Regions from separate parts of the Mus musculus genome. Here all the other regions are linked to region 2. A link is a contact called in public HiChIP or PLAC-seq data. All regions are on one chromosome and are shown on one strand. Each heading gives the region's core, a stretch centred on a gene start, on an enhancer-like site or on the middle of the called end of the contact. The rest is flanking DNA. Distances are from core to core; before and after follow the strand shown. Region 1 has its middle 52 kb from the start of Gm32500. Region 2 overlaps Gria1 (glutamate receptor, ionotropic, AMPA1 (alpha 1)). Region 3 has its middle 50 kb from the start of Gm46260. Region 4 has its middle 120 kb from the start of Gm32500. Region 5 has its middle 27 kb from the start of Gm46260. Region 6 has its middle 84 kb from the start of Gm32500.

Region 1 (3,040 bases), core at 100-2,599, 770 kb after region 2:
GATCAAAATAATCCTAAGAGGTGTATGATTTCCCAAAGCAGATGAAATTTAAGTAGATTTTAAAGACAGGTCTGTGGAAAGAGAAGCCAACTAGGCATGGAGAATAACCGATCCAACACATACTGGTTGGACCAGCATTGTTCATTTGTAGAGCTGCAGAGGGATGCTTGTTGTAGGCTGGTAAAGAGAAGACTGTTCAGCAGCATCAGCCTTCTGTTTTCTGAAAGCTAGTATCCCATATTCATGTCTGCTGACTTCACTATGACCACTTCACTGGAGCAAGAGTTAAAGTATGCCCCAGTGAATTGATGGAAAAGGAACAAAGCAAACAGGAAATGCTTTCACAGACAAATGAAAAATTCTGAGAGTAGCAAAGAAACAAAGCCAAACCTGCTGACTCCCCACACTGCATTAAAAGAACGGAGGGACGAGACTGATGTTAAAGGCTGTCCACTGGCTGACTCACTAATATTAGTGTCGTAAAACACGCACATTAAAAGTCTTCTGTGGGCAGATAAAATTTCATGAGTCATTCAGTGTTTACTCTGTGAGGGGTAATGAATCCAGCATCGAGTATGATAATCTTGATGTCAGCTCCCTCATGTGGCCAGGGGTCCTGGCAAGATGCTGAGGCTTCACGGGGCCAACACACTTCATGGGTGTCATAGCTAGAGATAGTTCACCTCATTTCTCTGATGCTGTTCCTCCTTCTACAATACTACCACTTCTACTCTGTATTCATCCTCATCATACCAGCCTTCAGGTCCTCTAAGGAATGCCACTTTCTCTGTAAAGCCTTCCCTTTCTCCCCAAGAAAGTCAAGTCTTGCTAGAGATTCACCTAGAAGATTACAGCCCCATTCTTTGAATAAACCTATTTGCAGTTCTTCTATTAGTGGAATGATAGATTGGCATATAGTGATCTTCTCCTTGGATCTTAAGCTCTGCAAAGGTAGAAACTGATCTCACCTGCTTGCTCCTTTATGTAACTCTCTCATGCATGCTGTCAGAACAGCGGAGCTCAAACAGGCCCTGGGTGTTCTCTAACTCAACCAGTTAAGCTAGATTAACTCCCTTGCAAACTGCCTGTCTGTAACTCTCTGTCTCTTTTCTAATCCATCTCTTCATCTTGTTATTTTTTTCCCCTAGCATTGGAAAATTACTGGCAATGTGAACATAATTGTGGAGAAATAGAAAGAATGACGCTTCTTCTCTGAAAGGGACAGAGATGATGGATTTACGAAAGATAAGCAAGCAAAATAATTTCAAAGGATGATTCATGCTGTGCAGAAAACTAGGTTATTGGGCTGGACACATGGAAGTAATGTTTCATCAGCTTAAAGTGGTTACCATGCAAACACAAGAACCTGATTTCGGTATCCAGAGTACACACGAATAAGCCTGGTGAGGTACAGGCTTGGAATCCCTGTGCTGGGTAGCTGGGGAGGGGTAGGAATCCCCAGGGGTCTCCCACCAGAGAGCCTAGTATTGTGCTATTTCTGTAAAAGTGAAAGCTTGTGTCTCAAAAACAAGGTGAAGCATTTCAAAGCCTCCTGTTCTCTGCACATTGACCAGTTGTAGGTTTCTGTTTACTTCCATCTATTTCAACAAGAAGCTCCTCTGAAAGGGTTGAGTTATGTACTAATGTATAATACAGTGATAAGTTACTAGGAGTAATTTTAATCTTTTGTCCATTTAGCAGAATGTTTTCTCCTAGATCCCATGACTTACCTAATAGTAGGTTTTGGACTTGCTGACAATGTCATGGCTGGGTTTTATCTCATGGAACAGTCCTTAAATTAAATCAGAGAGTGTTTTGGGGTTTTTTTGTATTTTTTTTACCCCTGTACCATTTAAACTTTTATTGCATCATGCCAGGCAAATTGTTATTGCCACTAGCAGTGTTCATAGTTAGGTGAGATGAAAGTTTATTTTTCTTCTTCAGTAGTGGGCACAACATTCTAAAACCATGAACACTGGCCAGCAGGGTTGACTCTTCCAGTTGACTGCTATCTAGAGTTCTCCATATCATAGAAGTCATGTATGTGGTGTCTTCAGCAATAGCATCTTGCCCACAATTTCTGGAGTTAATTGAGAGCATTGGCAATAGTCTGTACTGTTTAGAGGATCTATGGGACCCCACTGACCAACAATTCAAAAGGATGTAGCCCTTTCCTGTACTAGTGATTTTATTGATAGAATACGGTGTCTATTTGGAGTATTGTCACTCCATTTTAGAGTAATTCCATTTAAACTCTTCTTATCCATGTGGATGTGAATATTTTAGAAAGCTTCTACAGTTGTGGGTTTCAATATGGTCTTTTCCAAGTGCCTTTGTTACATATATGCAAAGCATCTAGCTCTGTCCTATGCATGTTCTCTGATTGGCAGTTCAGACTCTATGAGCCCCTATGGGCTCAGATTAGTTAATTCTGTAGGTTTTCTTGTAGTGTCCTTGGTAGGTTTTTCTAGCTCTTCTTAATGTTTGGCTGTTGGTCTCTGCAACAGTTTCCATCACTGCTTTGCCTAGCCTCAGTAGAAAAAGATGTGCCTAGTCTTATTGCAACTTGATATGCCAAGGTTGGTCTATATCCATGGAAGCCCCACTCCCTTTTTTGAGGAGGAGAAGAGGAGTGGGTGAAGTCAAGACAAGGGGAGAGGGAGGGACTGGGAGGAGGAGGGAGGGGAAGCTGTGATTGGGATGCAAAATAAATAAGAAACTTAATAAAAAAAATCAGGAAAAAGGTGCCTCTGTTATTTATTCCTCACCATTTTCCATCTTTACATTCCCTCCCATCCTTCACCACCTTTAATCTTAACTATTCCCTTCTTCCCTCTCTTCCTTTACAACACTCTACATCCCCTTCCTATATCCCCTTCCTAGCAGATATCTCCCTCTCCCATAGCATGGTGCATTTTAGATAGAATATCTTTATTTTTTTCTTTGACAAATGTATACTTGTTTACACGTGTCTTAATTCTCCCCCTTCTCCCTTTTTCCCTAGCATCCCCAACACATTCTGTGCCCCTTTCATGCACCC
Region 2 (2,990 bases), core at 70-2,569:
TGAGCTGAAGGTACGGGAGGTTGTAAGCTTCCTGACATGGTTGCTGGGAACCGAATATGGACACTCTGTTAGAACAGCAAGCACTCTTTTTTTTTTAAGTAATTTTTTTATTGCGTATTTTCCTCAATTACATTTCCAATGCTATCCCAAAAGTCCCCCATACCCCCCCCCCCGTACTCCCCTACCCACCCATTCCCACTTTTTGGCCCTGGAGTTCCCCTGTACTGGGGCATATAAAGTTTGCGTGTCGAATGGGCCTCTCTTTCCAGTGATGGCCTACTAGGCCATCTTTTGATACATATGCAGCTAGAGTCAAGAGCTCTGACACCATTGCATACACTAGCAAGCGTTTGCTGAAAGGACCCTGATATAACAGCAAGCACTCTTAAGGTGTCAGACATCGCTGCGGTCTCAACTTGTTAATCTTGTTCTTTCTCCAGCTTTCTCGTGGCAGCCAACAAACTATCTGCTCGGAAGGTTGGATGGGTCATCAACCAAGAAATTTACATTTAAAGTCCAATTTTACTACTTAGCAATCAGCATGTAGTTTTCAGTGTTTATTATAATGAATTTTTGTGATGCTCTTAAGAAAAGGGAGATTTCAGCCTTCTTGAGGGGTCAAATGAACGGACCTGAAATGAGTTCTGCAACTTCCTAGCCATGCAATGTTGAGTGAGTGAGAGCCTTACCAGCAGTGGACAGACTTACACATGCTTGCACATACTTACAGTCAGCCATCAGACTGAGGTCTCAGACACCTATGCATGAGTTAGGGGAAGGATTAAAGGACCTGAAGGGGATGGCAATCCCATAGGAAGACCAACAGCACCAAGTAGCCTGGACATGTGTAGCAGAGGACTGACTACCTTGTCTGGCACCAATGGGAGAGGATTCGCCTAATCCTGTAGAGATTCGATACCCTAGAGAAGGAGGGATGCCTGGGGCGGGGGCTGCTCTCTCAGAGGTGAAGGGGAGAGAGGATGGGGTGAAGAACTTTGAGAGGGGGAACATTGAGGGTGTAAATAAAAAACAATTTAAAAAGATCCCTTAGTTTCTTGAACATATTCATATATATCTGTGGAAAAAGTGACACGTGCTAAACACGTGCTTCATAGGAGAGGGATGTGTATGTCTACAATCTAGAGACCTAGGAAGGTGATGGCTGATGCAATGGGTAGGATCAAGACCACAGAGCTGGATGGCAAAGGTAGACCACAGTGAATATTTTCTAAGAAAAAAGCCAGTTGCTGATGACACACAGTGTCTTTGGGGCCTCATAGGCTTCCCGGTGCTAAGGAGAGAGGAACGATGTAAATGCTCTCAGCTGCCTGGAATGCTAAAGGGTTTTCGATTCCATGATGACTAACAGCAAGAAGAGGCAGTTTCTGGGAAAAGCAGAAAGGAAACAAAGAAGTAGAGCGGGGTGGGGGCTGGGAGTGAGTGGGGCGGGGGAGGAAAGCAGGACTCATAGCCTAGGAACAAAACACCGACTACTCCCCCCAGATCCAGACTGGTGCCCATCACATCATGTGCGTAGGCGTGTCTGATACGCACACACTGATTTTTGTAGGAACCTGAGGTGTGGAGGGAGGCGTCTTTCTGCAGAAGACAAATAAGACTAATGGACTGAAAGTACAGAGGGGGAGAAACACTCTGTCAGTCACTTTGGTTAAATGTGTGATGGCTGTGTTCGAAGATGCTTCCAGAACTGCTCCTGCCAGCGCACCGTCCTCAGCCACCTAGGCGCTTGCTTTGGTGCTGTCTTCTTGCAGGGGCTGCCTGGTGTGAATCAAAGAGAATCACATTAGGAAGAGACTGGCTGAGACAGCATGGTCTGGAACAAAAAATTTCACTGAGAGATGGAGATGGAAAGAAAAAAAGAGTTTAGTCCCCAAAGGAGGACTGACGGCAGGAATACTAATTTGCTGCAGCCTTCCTCAGCCAAAGAGTAGTGACTTCCTTGAAATTCAGATGCACACAAGACCATGAGGATCCTAAATAAGCCACTGCTCGTTGAGTCCAAGAGTTCTCTTTTGCAGCTGAAGGAATGGGGCTGATATTTAGGGATTTAGAAAGAAGGAATGTACAGGGTCCAACTGCAAATGTTTCCATGCTAATACCATACCTGGGAAGTTGTTTTGGGTTCTGCCATGTGAGGTTGCTATGTGAGGAAGCTTGCAGGGGATGCTGGGAGTTGGGGTGGGCATTCTCCTTGGTGCAGAGAGAGGGAAGGTATCCCCTTATGGTTTATGAAAGGTTCTTTTCTTCTGAGGAAGTATTAACCAGCCATTTGTCTTGTTCTCTTACCTGTTATCCTGTTTGTCAGTGGTTCAATAAGCCTTGTCTGTATTAAGGCCTGCAGATACTAGGTGGTGTGGACCCTAGGCTATTTAGGGTGCTTAACACAACCTTCTTAATGAAATATTCACGATGAATTACAGGGCATATCCCAATTATCCATTTACACCTAAAGACATATAGGCTGTGGAAGAATAGCTTGCACAAGGCTTCAGCTTGCAGGAACTTAGATGCAAGTCTGAGTCATAAGGCTAAGTGCCCTGGACCATGTTTTCTTATCTATAATATGAGAATGACCAATCACCTCCTCTTCAAAGTCTCATATTTCCAAAACTCCCCCAGGAGGACCATCAGCGAGGCCACTACTATTTCTGAATCTTTCAGGGCTGGGGATGGAGCTCTGGGCTCCATAGGCTCTGGGCTGAATAGGTTAGCACTCCACCACAGGCTAGCACGTTACCACAGAGTGCTATCTGCAGCCCTTAGCGTTTCTGTTTTGCATACTTTCCCATCATGCTCCTATCTCTCCCCACGTACATTCAGCACATCAAGGGGTTCAAAGATTTCCCCTCTTACAACCTGGTCCCATTTTATCCCCCACTTGGTTGAAAATGGTACAAAGGAGGACACACCAGTCAACAGGAATCCCTTACTTCCCATGGCTGGTCATCAATGCCCAGTGCTCCTCACCC
Region 3 (2,700 bases), core at 42-2,541, 970 kb after region 2:
TCAGATTTGGTACATAGACACAGGGGACTTTTTGCTCAGCCACAAAGAAGAATGAAATTTTCTCATTAGCAGGAAAATGGATGGAACTGAAGGTTCATGCTACATGAAATAAGCAAGACCTGCAGAGACAAATACCACAGGTTTTCCTCCTGTGCTTGGAATCTGGGAAACGAAAACAAAATGGATAAGAAACTACAGAAAGAAATACTAGGGAATAAAATGCTTCCTTGTTTTCAGTTTTTATTTTTAATTTCATAAGTCTGCGTGCATGTTTTCCTTGGAGGCCAAAAGAGGGCATCAGATCCCCTGGAGCTGGAGTGGTTGGTGGTTGTAAGAGAGAGGGAAGCAAGTAATGATGTCAGTAGAAGGATGGCTACAGAGATAATTCAAAATTCAAGCCCATGTATGTGTAAATAACATTATGTAGTCTCTTAAGAGATAGAGGGAGGGAGAGAGAGAGGGAGAGAGAGAGAGAGAGAGAGAGAGAGAGAGAGAGAGAGAGAGAGAGAGAATGAGCAATATTCGATATGACTTTGAAGCTATCTACTACATTTCTTGGCCAGAACCTTAGGTACCACATACCTATTAGTTCTCTATTTTCATTTTGGGGATAGAATTCTCAGCTTCTGTTGCTGCCCAGCAAGGTCCTAAACCTATGACTTCAAAAGACCCTCATCCCTCATCCCTCATCCCTCATCCCTCATCCCTCATCCTTCATCCCTCATCCCTCATCTACTCCCAAGGACTCCTGGGATCATGAGTATAAGCAGATGCCTCCAGTTTGTCCTGTAACCTGACTTGAGGGATATTATGTTCATTCTCCTTAGCTGTGCCATGCTTTAAAAATGAGCTGGGAATATTTCTCAGTCTGTCACCTGAATTACAGTAACTCCTCATCCAGGGATGCCGTGCTTCCCCAAACATAAGCACTAATTACAGCCAGCTCCAAGGTACACATCCCATTACCCTTCCCTGCTCTCTAAGCCACTGGTATCCCTCTGCAAACAGGATCCAAAGAGCAGGAATTAGCTATGGAAAGCAGAAGGTAGACACTGGCGAGGGCTGAGGGCTGTAGAGCTCAGGAAGGAAGGAGTGAGCCGCTGACCTTTTCGGACACAATAGATGCAGATTGATGCCTTCAGTGTTTTTCCTTCCTAAGTCCGTATTTACTAGAAGTTGTTCTCGGGCCATGATTAGACACACTGCTCGCAGTTCCTCCCAGTTAACAAGCCCAGCAATCAGTTCTTAAGAGAATCTGATTGCCACATTGTGAAGGCCTGAATCCTCCAGATGGCTGCTCGCTGATACTTGGGTTCTCTCCAGGTCCGAGCCAGCTCTCCTTGCTCGCCCACAGCAGTGTGTGCTAGGCTCGCCCAGCAATATTGGTAAGCACCCTTTGTCTAGCAGTTGCTACAATCTGCAGTCTATGTTTCTTGCCTCCAGTGAACAACACAGGGGCGTTCTCAGATGTCGACTCCACTGTTCACATACATTTCAGTTTCCTCTGAGCTGTCACCAACCTACTCAATAAGCTCTTTCATATAAGTCAACAGCAAGAAAATCATCCTTGTTAGACCCTAAGAGTCCCAAATGCGGCATCTTTTCTTCTAGTCCGGGGACTGAGAGCTTCTTGTGAGTCGTTATTACTGCTTTATTTAAACTACCATCATCATGATTAGAGTGTCAGTGCAGAGAGGAGAGAGAAAAATACCTAGGAACTGCCATTGGTGAGGCTTAGAGTTGTAGAGGAGAGAACTGTTGTTGGGCTTTTAGTGAAAATCACTGTTTTTTCTGATCTCAGCAGGGACAAAAATAATATCAGAAACCACAGTGTCTGTACTTTGAATGCAATCATGCATCCTATTATGAAACCAAAAATGGACAGCGCCAACATTCTACCCCAGAACCTTAGATCCACGGGGGTCAATGAGACCCCATCCCCTCCCTTCAGCTTCTTCCACTTTATGATGGGATTGGCTTCTCCTTTGGGTTTTATAAAGCATCTCTTTATTTTAATGTTTTACCAGGGTCTAGAGAGATGGCCCAGCATATAGGACTGCCCACTGCTGTTGCAGAGCACCCAAGTTCTGTTCCCAGTACTCATATCAAGTGGCTCACAGCTACCTCTAATTCTAATTCCAGAGTATCATATGGATGCTGTCTTCTGACCTCTGCAAGTACCATTCAGTCACACACACACACACACACACACACACACACACACACACGCACACAATAAAAAGTTAAATCTTCTTTGAAAGGAGTATGGGGACCTGAGTTTATGTATGAGGACCAAGCACACATACGTGTCCATGAAGACCAGAAAAGAACATTGTATCCCCTGGAGCTAGAGCTATAGACAGTTGTGAGCTCCCCCATGCATGCTGGGAAACAAACCCATATGCTTTATGAAAGCTTCCAGTGTTCTTGAAAGATAAGCAACCTCTCCAGTCCCCAAAAATAAATCTTTAAAAAAATTATTAGTCTATATTCATTATACAAAGCAGTGAGCTTCATAATGACATTTACAGTCAAAATTACCTCCTTTTTTTAACATTTTCTTTAAAAAAAAGGCCCATCTGCACTGGATTTCCGGTTCCAAACATTACAGAATTGCTTAGTACATCCTCAGACCATTTCTGTAACACAATCTAAGCTACCCGCCAAGGAAGGAAGCTTTGATTCACTCTGAAAACCAAC
Region 4 (2,700 bases), core at 180-2,679, 830 kb after region 2:
CAAGTCACTGACAAAAATCCCCAGCCAAGTTCATAATCCAACTGCATTGTAACCAAACATGTTCAAGGTTTGAATCATTTAGTAAAATAATAAATTTTTAAATGTTAGATTGCATTGCAGAGAGCTTCTTGGCATCAGTGGCTCTGATAAGAGTATCACATGCATTATCTTGTTTTTGTAACTACAGACTGGCAGTTAATATTTATCTCTATTGTGCAGAAGAACAAACTGAAGGTCAGAGCAGATCTGAATCATTTCTAGGTACCCAGCTGAGCTGTGGTAAGGGAGTCTATCTGTCTGTCTCTATCCTACTGACTTATATGTGTGTATGCATGTGTGTGGTGCGGGGAGTGATGGACATATAGACATGTACACTGTTAATGGAATTTGGGGCTCCTGGGGAAAGACCACAGAGTCCATTCAATTATAATTAAGAGATTTATTGATTAGCTGCTAGCAGGAGCATAGTCTCTGAGTCAGATTTGAGATTGCTATATACGAGGGGTATGGGGAAGGGTCTTTTTAAAGGTGAAAACCACGAGACCTTTGATATGTATGCAAGCAAGCCTCGCCCCCACCCCACACACCCACACCCACACACAAAAAAAATGGTCTGTTCTGCCAATTTTAAGTGGTTGAGGTGAGTCAAGAGATGATCACAGCTATATATTTCTGGGTGGGGGGTCACTGAGTCAGGGTTACTTAGAACTTAACCTCCAGAGACTGAAGTCAGAGATAAATGGCCAGGGCTTACCAAGATGGCTGCTTAGCATGAAATGAAGTTTCCTTAGCCATCACAGCACATAGTGGTTTTCCTCAGATGCAGAGGCCTATAACTTGTCAAGTCAGCTGGGCTGGCTGGCCTGAGGGATCAGGCACCTACCTACCTCTGCTTTCCCAGAGCTGGGATTTACTAGTATGTAGCACCATACCCAGATTTTCATTGTGAGTTCTGGAAATTAAACTCAGGTCCTAATGTTTTCACAGTTAACCTTTTACTGACTGGGCTATCTCCCCAACCCTTCCTCCCTACCCACTCATAGTCTACCAATGTCTGTGGTCTGGCTTATCACACAGTCATCATATGTGCTGATGGCTGGAAAAACACAACACAAGGAAAAGATCATTACACACTGCCCACACCATGCTTATGTCCTGACTATGCAGCTAACTGGATTTCTTATTAAGCTGCTTCCCTCTGCACTCCTTCATGATTTAAGGCTGTGCGGAAGAAGCGGATAAGGTAAAATTTCCCCATCCTTTCTTGACCAGGAACTGGCCTAAAATTATTTAGCAAACTGAATAAAATAATTCACACTAAGCACTGAATTTGAATGGCCATCTTCCCATCTTCTTTTCATGGTTATTTGCATTTTCCAAAAGGAAGCACTTACATGAGCACGTGACCAGATAATTGAAGCAATTAGAACTACACAATCAGGAGGAGACCAGGCAACTAGAAATCAAGCCTTCAGAGATCTTATCCCACCTCCTGTGGCCGTCTTTGCCTACTTTGCCCTTTCTCTAACTTTTCTCCAATTTTTTCATATTGTGGAATTGTCCAGCTAAAGAGTCTTCTAGACATACGTCAAATATAAGGAATGCTCGAGAGAAATATGAAATGTAATAATCCAAAGCTATAAGCAGACTCTCCGTTATGAGAAACACCTGTGTAAACTCGAAGACCTTTACCCTCAGCCATGCTGTTTACTGCCTGGTATGTGTTTTTAGCCCAGTGTCAATGACAACAGGGATGGCCTGCTTTGAACTACTAGGTAACACAATCGCTTTAGAAGATCTGACTGCAATATCCTTGTGCATCTCTGAGGAAGAGCAGAGGCGTTGTGAGCTGACACTGTGTGGCCAGCCTAGTCTCTTCGCTAAGGGAGAAAGACTTCACTGTGGCATGGATCTCAGACCAAGTCTCTCATCGTATGCTGGGATAAATTAACTACTTTCAATCTCTTCATCAAGCCTCAGTTCCTGTAAGTGTGTGTGTGTGTGTGTGTGTGTGATGTAATGTATGCATACAACTGTGTGTATATGTGTTATGTGTATACCTGTGTGCATAAAAATGTTTGTGGAAGCCAGAGTTTGAAGTCAAGTGCCTGCTCCTATCATGCCCCCCCTTATTTTTAAGACATTATTATCAGTATTATCAGTATCAATATTATTTGCATGTAGATTTGTGAGTGAGCAGATACTGGTAGAAACCACAAGAGGGCGTCCAATTCCCTGAACCTAGAGTTACAGATGGTGGTGAGTCACTATATGGGTACCCGGAACTAAACTCAGGTCCTCTATAGGAACACACTCTGAACGGCTGAGGAATGAATCTCTTCAGACATTTCATCTTATTTTTTAAGACACAGTCTCTCGCTGACCCTAGAGAGTTTTGGGCTAGGAAGCTCCAGGGATGGACCTGTCTCTCCTCCCCAACACTGGAAGCTTTTTTATCTGACTTTTTTGGTATCTAACTCATGTCCTTGTCCTTGCATGGCAACCACTTCACCAGATGAGCTGTCTCCCCAGTCCTACCAGTGTAGTTTTTTAAAAAGTCAAAGAGAAGTAATATATAGTGTTTAAGAGCTTAACCTTGAACATGAGCCAGGCCAGGTCTGTAATTGCTCTATCTGGAACTAGGTGGAGGTGCCTTTGAGAATTATTGCCTTGGCTTAAGGTTGAGTTCCCTCGTGATGA
Region 5 (3,053 bases), core at 9-2,508, 990 kb after region 2:
ACCATCCAGAACAGAAGTCTCCATAAATATTGAACAAATGGATTAAACACTGCCTATTGGAAATAGTGAGATGGCTCAGTGGGAAAAGTGTTTGCTGAGATCCTGACTTCCATCTCCAAGAATCACATGGTAGAAGAAGAAACTTAACAAGAATTTGTGTGTTATCCAATTCATGTCAACACTTGACATTCTCTTGTTTTAAAACCCTGCCTCATAAAGCTCTTAGTACGTCATTCTAAGATACCTCGTTACTTGACATCTAGGATCTCCAATTCATCCTCCCTCCTTATATCTGTAGCTTCTAATACAACCCTTTTGACAATCTCATTCCCATCTAGGATCACACAGCTCCCTCTGCCTGCTGTGATCCGAGTATCTGTTTCTGACTTTACACAGCAGCCAAGAATAGTGTAGACTTTTGAAAAGATATCTATGAGCACTTAAGGATTAACATAGACAGAATGAATTAATTGATGCTGAAGAGATGGATCAGAAGTTTTTGTTCTTCCAGAGGATCCAAGTTCAGTTCACAAACCCTGAGTTGGCTGATTGCCACCACCTGTAACTCCAGTCTACAAGGGTTCTGGTGCCTCTCTTCTGGCCTCCATAGGCACTACACTTGTGTAGCACACACACACACACACACACACACACAGAGAGAGAGAGAGAGAGAGAGAGTTGTACAGTGATTAAAATCCTTTAAGAATATGTTGTTTTGAGGCCAGATAGTAGGTGGTAGTTAAGTTTCTTGGCATAACAAAATAAAATGTATGCCTTTCATCAAGCCTCCTGCAGTCTGTATTTTAAAAAGACACTAGGCATGTTTAAGAATTAAGTAGTCTACAATATAAAGAGTACACTCTGGGTGACCAAAAACTTGGATATTGTTCTCAGTTCTACTACTGGGACTTTGCAATTCCCCAGTTTTCAAGTCCCCCTGCCCTTCTTCTTCAAGAGTTACAAATTCTGTTGTTAGTAAAAGAGGTGAACATCTTTGTGGATACAGAATTGAGGCTGGTGCTGCTGACTGTCACATCACCCCTCTGACAGCATGGTATAGGGCCATGTAATGCACTGATTCCATGTGTCAGAAGCAATATGGTTAATGAAAGCTCCTCTCTCAGGACATGGCATGTTCCACGTGAGCTGTCGGAAGGAGGGTTTACATAATGAAATGTACTGGTGCAGAGCAAAGCCATCTGGAACAGCCTGCTTCCCCTTTGGGCCGCATGCAGCTGGGGAGTCCTTAGGAGAGGACAGAAGAAAGATGTATTCTATCCCTGTGAGCAGGGAGCTATGGGAATGAGCTAATGCCACTGAGCAGGTTGAGATCAGCGGTCTGATTTCGATTAGCAGATGGAATGCTGTCTGCTGAATCTTTGTTGGAAGGGGGACCTCCTAAACTCTACTCTGTCTCTATCAGTAAATCATCCCAATGCCAATTATCATCTTCCCTTGGCCCAAAGATCGGCTTGTTCAGAACCCCAGATTGGACTCCAGTGCTCAAATCCATAAGCAGTTTTTGAGTGGGCATATAAAACACGTGAGTCCAAACACAGAGCATTTTTCTGTACAGTTCTGAGGTCTAGGGGTCAGGGGAATGAATAAGCAGTTGCAAACACTTGCTCTTCTCATAAAAGACTGGAGTTCAGTTCCCAACATCCCTGTCAAGTGATTCACAACCTGTAACTCCAGCTTCAGGGGCTCAGTGCCTCATTCTGACCTGTGTGAGCAAGTGTACTTGTGTGTGCAGATACACATACACTTAACAATTTTATTTTATTTTATTTTATTTTTTAGTTCTCAACTTCTGTAGTCTATAAAAATAATATAACATTTAAAAATGTGATACCTTATGCATTCATATTTGATTATACTCTTTTTTAAAAAAATTTTTTTATTATTACGTATTTTCCTCAATTACATTTAGAATGCTATCCCAAAAGTCCCCCATACACCCCCCCACTTCCCTACCCACCCATTCCTATATTTTGGCCCTGGCATTCCCCTGTACTGGGGCATATAAAGTTTGTGTGTCCAATGGGCCTCTCTTTCCAGTGATGGCCGACTAGGCCATCTTTTGATACATATGCAGCTAGAGTCAAGAGCTCCGGGGTACTGGTTAGTTCATAATGTTGCACCTACAGGGTTGCAGATCTCTTTAGCTCCTTGGATACTTTCTCTAGATCCTCCATTGGGGGCTCTGTGATCCATCCAATAGCTGACTGTGAGCATCTACTTATGTGTTTGCTAGGCCCCAGCATAGTCTCACAAGAGACAGCTATATCAGGGTCCTTTCAGCAAAATCTTGCTAGTGTATGCAATGATGTCATCGTTTGGAGGCTAATTATAGGATGGATCTCTGGATATGGCAGTCTCTAGATGGTCCATCCTTTTGTCTCAGCTCCAAACTTTGTCTCTGTAACTCCTTCCATCACTTAACAATTTTAAATAAAACAATCTGGGGGTTCAAGTTCTTGTCCATCTCCACATTCCAGAATTCAATTACAAGGTACCTCACTGCTGACACCACTAAGACAAAACTTACACAGAACAGGATTGAAGTGTCCTGACACTCAGTCCTGTGCCTTTCTGCTACTGTATATTACTTAATATGTCGGGCAGTGGGTGTAGGGAAATAAAGGCAGTGGGAGAAAACCTGTGTCCCGTCAGAGTTCCAGTGCTCTGGGCAGGCATACTCTGAGGACTGCCACACGCTCTCCACACGTCCCAAGGTGAGTTTCTGGCTGTGGGAAGCCACAGACCCCAGCCCACAGAGGGGTGGACAAGGGGCAGTTGGAGGTCTTAGGGCCTCATGGAGGCCAGATATAATAGGTTCTCAGTCTCGAGCATCCCAGATGCCACTGGCAACCAAGGAAGAGCTGAGAACAACGTGGAGGCCCTGGGGGTGGTGATTCAGTCATCTCTAGGGCTGAAGAGAAGAGAGGGAAAGGAGAGAGGGGACACTAGGTGGGTCCCACGTGGGCGAGTGTCCTTTGTCCAGTCTGTGGCTGGAGAACAGAGAGGTCTTCCGGTGGGAGGTTAGACACAGC
Region 6 (2,700 bases), core at 151-2,650, 800 kb after region 2:
TAAACGTCCGACCTCTACATCTGCCTGCTTCCACTCTGCACAGATCAGCACAGAACAAGCTTGTCTATAAAATCCCCAATGGTTCGTTCATCTCCATGTTAAATCCTTGCAGTGTAGGGCCAAAGACTTTCTGAAATCTCATCTCCCTCCTTGTTTTCATTCTCCGACTTGTCTATTAACTCTCCTGACTGCACCCAAGCAGGATGCTTTGTGATCTTCCAGACACTTCTATGTGCTTGCATCTTTACCTCTCCCTCCATTGCTGTCCTACAACTTCCTCATTACACACAAAGGCAAAGTCTACCTACCAATCATGGCCAAATTAAAATATTACTGCTCTAAATGGATCTTAAAAATCCCAGCTTAGGGATTTGAGAGGTGTGTCAGCTGTTAAGAGAACTTGCTGTTCTTCCAAAGGACTGAGTTCAATTTCCAATACCTACAAGGTGGCTGACAATCATCTATAATTCCAATTCCAGGGAATCTAATGACATCTTCTGACCTCTGTGGACAGGGCACACATAAATAATGCAAATACATACAAATACATACATGCTGGCAAAATGCCATATACATATAAAATACATAAGCCTACAAAAATAATCACTATTTAAACTTGGCTAGTTTACATAGCAACAGAACTGTGTCTTCTTTTTTTTTTTTTTTTTTTTTTTGGCTTTTTGAGATATGGTTTCTCTGTGTAGCCCTGGCTGTTCTGGAACTCACTTTGTAGACCAGGCTGGCTTTGAACTCAGAAATCCACCTGCCTCTGCCTCCCGAGTGCTGGGATTAAAGGCGTGCTCCACCACTCCCAGCATGAACTCTGTCTTCTGAAACAGCATTAATTCAAGATTCATCTAGATCCAGGTACCCAAATGACATTAGGAATCTGCATATAATTTACTAATTTATTACATGTATATGTGTATACATTTTTGATATATGTGTCTGTAGTATATGCACATACATGTGCTTATGGTCATTTCCATGCACTCACAGAGGCCAGAGAGTCACATCAGGTGTTCTCCTTAATCAGGCTCTCTTATTCCCTAGATACTGTCTTATATAGGGAACTTGGAGATGGGCTGGAAGCCAGCAAGCCCCAGCAATCCTCCTATCTCTACCTCTCGTGATGTTGGAGATACAGGCATGCACAAGCTGCTATACCTGGCTTTTGGCATGAATGCTAGGCTTTAAACTCATATCCTTATGCCTGCATAGTAAACTTTCATCCACTGAGCTGGTTGCCAAACCCCAGAAATCTGTATTTTTCCATCTCTTTGATTCTTCTACACTGAGTCACTCTGACTCACTTTCCCCTTTTGAGACATCTGGCTGCTGAGGGCTTTCAGGATGACCACATCTGCAAGATAATTTCCATAGCTGAACAGTATACTACCCTAACCAGCTGAGCAAAGTCTAATGTTGGGAATAGGGTTGATTCCACTCCTACTATACAGAGAGGAAGAGACAGTGGCTGCAGAAGAAAAAGCAGATCTTCCCAACATAAAGGGAAATTCATTGCATAGCACAAACCTGAGTGTGTCCCTCAATCTTCTCTTCTAGCTGGAAGTAATATCCTATTAAAACCCCCATGACTATGCCAAGTGCCTGTCTCTCACTTCACAGCCATCTCCACACACACATTTCATTTTCCCTGAGCCCTTTGAGATCCTAGAGAGGAGCAAAGCTCTGTTCGTTCTCTTTCCAACAGCCTGGCAGGATGTGTTAGTTTGTTTTGTTTATATTCTTCTCAATGTGGAAATAAAAATTGCATTGAACTTCCCTGAATCTCCTTCAAGCATACAGTATAATAAGTCATAGATAAGTTCTTTTCTCATGTTGAAGCTTTTTTGATTCTGCTATATAATCAAAGAGTCATTGAGTGGATGAATGGGTATACATATGAGAATATCAATTATCAACACTCAAATCCATCACTGGAATGTTCCCTTTAAATGCTGTCTGCTGGAGGATGGCTCCCCATGCTGGGCTGGTACAGCTGGAGTGCCTATGTACCCAGCTGTTTTCCAGTGCAACTTCCATGTGTGAGGGATCAAAGACACAGAGTGCTGTGAAGAGAAACCAATCAGAGCTTGCTTTATTCTCTCATGTGAGAGGACAGGCTTAAGACAGTGGAGCGATTAGACTCGGAGAATGTAAGAAATAAAGATGGTAGCTGTAAATAGCTGGAAAAGAATAAATCCTGCCAAAACCGCCGAAACGCTGGGTCACCTTGGTGGGTTATACTGACTATACACTTTTCCTTATTCTACTTTGCAACGCTCCTGCAAATTCCATTCATTCTCGCTCTTCTGTAAAAGGGGAATGATCCCAGGCTCAGAGAGAGATGAAAGGGTTTGCCGGGGGTGACTCAGTAACTGGGAAGATCTCCGGATTCCCACAAGGTTTTGTTCTGAATTCAAAGTTCAAACCATCAAGCCACTGCAATCGGAGGCACCTTATATCAGTGTGTTTACTTTGTCCTATAAATTTTGCACCCACATATTCCCCCTTTCTGAGTAAGGCAGAAAAAGAGTCCCCACTGGACACTTAAGCATTTCATAGAGTTGAAGGATCAGGCTGATCTGGATAGATCATGGGACTTGTCAAGGGGGGAAGGGGGGGCATAGTGACCAAGCTGACCCATAAACATGTCTCTGCATGAAATAGAACCCTAGTGTCTTAGGACTATGTGGT

What was found. HiChIP or PLAC-seq counts read pairs in DNA pulled down with a chosen protein or histone mark.
Region 1: a CTCF HiChIP or PLAC-seq map of the NIH/3T3 cell line shows a contact between it and region 2, with 5 read pairs. The contact joins two enhancer-like sites. A contact is called at or near these places in 1 of 15 datasets of contacts at CTCF or cohesin (the NIH/3T3 cell line), 1 of 484 Hi-C or Micro-C datasets (nephron progenitors) and 1 of 115 datasets of contacts at active chromatin or transcription factors (the NIH/3T3 cell line).
Region 3: an H3K27ac HiChIP or PLAC-seq map of SST interneurons shows a contact between it and region 2, with 7 times the contacts expected there. The contact joins two enhancer-like sites. A contact is called at or near these places in 1 of 15 datasets of contacts at CTCF or cohesin (the NIH/3T3 cell line), 1 of 484 Hi-C or Micro-C datasets (frontal cortex) and 2 of 115 datasets of contacts at active chromatin or transcription factors (the NIH/3T3 cell line and SST interneurons).
Region 4: a contact with region 2 is called in an H3K27ac HiChIP or PLAC-seq map of embryonic fibroblasts, with 7 times the contacts expected there. The contact joins two enhancer-like sites.
Region 5: a contact with region 2 is called in an H3K27ac HiChIP or PLAC-seq map of SST interneurons, with 11 times the contacts expected there. The contact joins two enhancer-like sites. A contact is called at or near these places in 2 of 484 Hi-C or Micro-C datasets (cortical neurons and frontal cortex) and 2 of 115 datasets of contacts at active chromatin or transcription factors (the NIH/3T3 cell line and SST interneurons).
Region 6: a contact with region 2 is called in an H3K27ac HiChIP or PLAC-seq map of embryonic fibroblasts, with 8 times the contacts expected there. The contact joins two enhancer-like sites. A contact is called at or near these places in 1 of 15 datasets of contacts at CTCF or cohesin (the NIH/3T3 cell line) and 3 of 115 datasets of contacts at active chromatin or transcription factors (the NIH/3T3 cell line, SST interneurons and embryonic fibroblasts).

The regions. Positions count from the first base shown.
Region 1 is chr11:56,372,055-56,375,094 of GRCm38.p6, reverse strand. No RefSeq gene overlaps it. Among named protein-coding and RNA genes, the nearest start is that of Gm32500, 52 kb to the left of the region's middle. Within about 2 kb of position 1,349, at least 28 of the 459 cell types and tissues checked have an H3K27ac peak or open chromatin away from gene starts, as enhancers often do. A contact at or near this core is called in the NIH/3T3 cell line, where this site is marked.
Region 2 is chr11:57,138,945-57,141,934 of GRCm38.p6, reverse strand. The region is part of intron 2 of Gria1 (glutamate receptor, ionotropic, AMPA1 (alpha 1)); the gene reads right to left. Among named protein-coding and RNA genes, the nearest start is that of Gria1, 130 kb to the right of the region's middle. Within about 2 kb of position 1,319, at least 36 of the 459 cell types and tissues checked have an H3K27ac peak or open chromatin away from gene starts, as enhancers often do. A contact at or near this core is called in the NIH/3T3 cell line, SST interneurons and embryonic fibroblasts, where this site is marked.
Region 3 is chr11:56,168,397-56,171,096 of GRCm38.p6, reverse strand. No RefSeq gene overlaps it. Among named protein-coding and RNA genes, the nearest start is that of Gm46260, 50 kb to the right of the region's middle. Within about 2 kb of position 1,291, at least 23 of the 459 cell types and tissues checked have an H3K27ac peak or open chromatin away from gene starts, as enhancers often do. A contact at or near this core is called in SST interneurons, where this site is marked.
Region 4 is chr11:56,307,285-56,309,984 of GRCm38.p6, reverse strand. No RefSeq gene overlaps it. Among named protein-coding and RNA genes, the nearest start is that of Gm32500, 120 kb to the left of the region's middle. Within about 2 kb of position 1,429, at least 10 of the 459 cell types and tissues checked have an H3K27ac peak or open chromatin away from gene starts, as enhancers often do. A contact at or near this core is called in embryonic fibroblasts, where this site is marked.
Region 5 is chr11:56,145,041-56,148,093 of GRCm38.p6, reverse strand. No RefSeq gene overlaps it. Among named protein-coding and RNA genes, the nearest start is that of Gm46260, 27 kb to the right of the region's middle. Within about 2 kb of position 1,258, at least 4 of the 459 cell types and tissues checked have an H3K27ac peak or open chromatin away from gene starts, as enhancers often do. A contact at or near this core is called in SST interneurons, where this site is marked.
Region 6 is chr11:56,340,556-56,343,255 of GRCm38.p6, reverse strand. No RefSeq gene overlaps it. Among named protein-coding and RNA genes, the nearest start is that of Gm32500, 84 kb to the left of the region's middle. Within about 2 kb of position 1,400, at least 16 of the 459 cell types and tissues checked have an H3K27ac peak or open chromatin away from gene starts, as enhancers often do. A contact at or near this core is called in SST interneurons and embryonic fibroblasts, where this site is marked.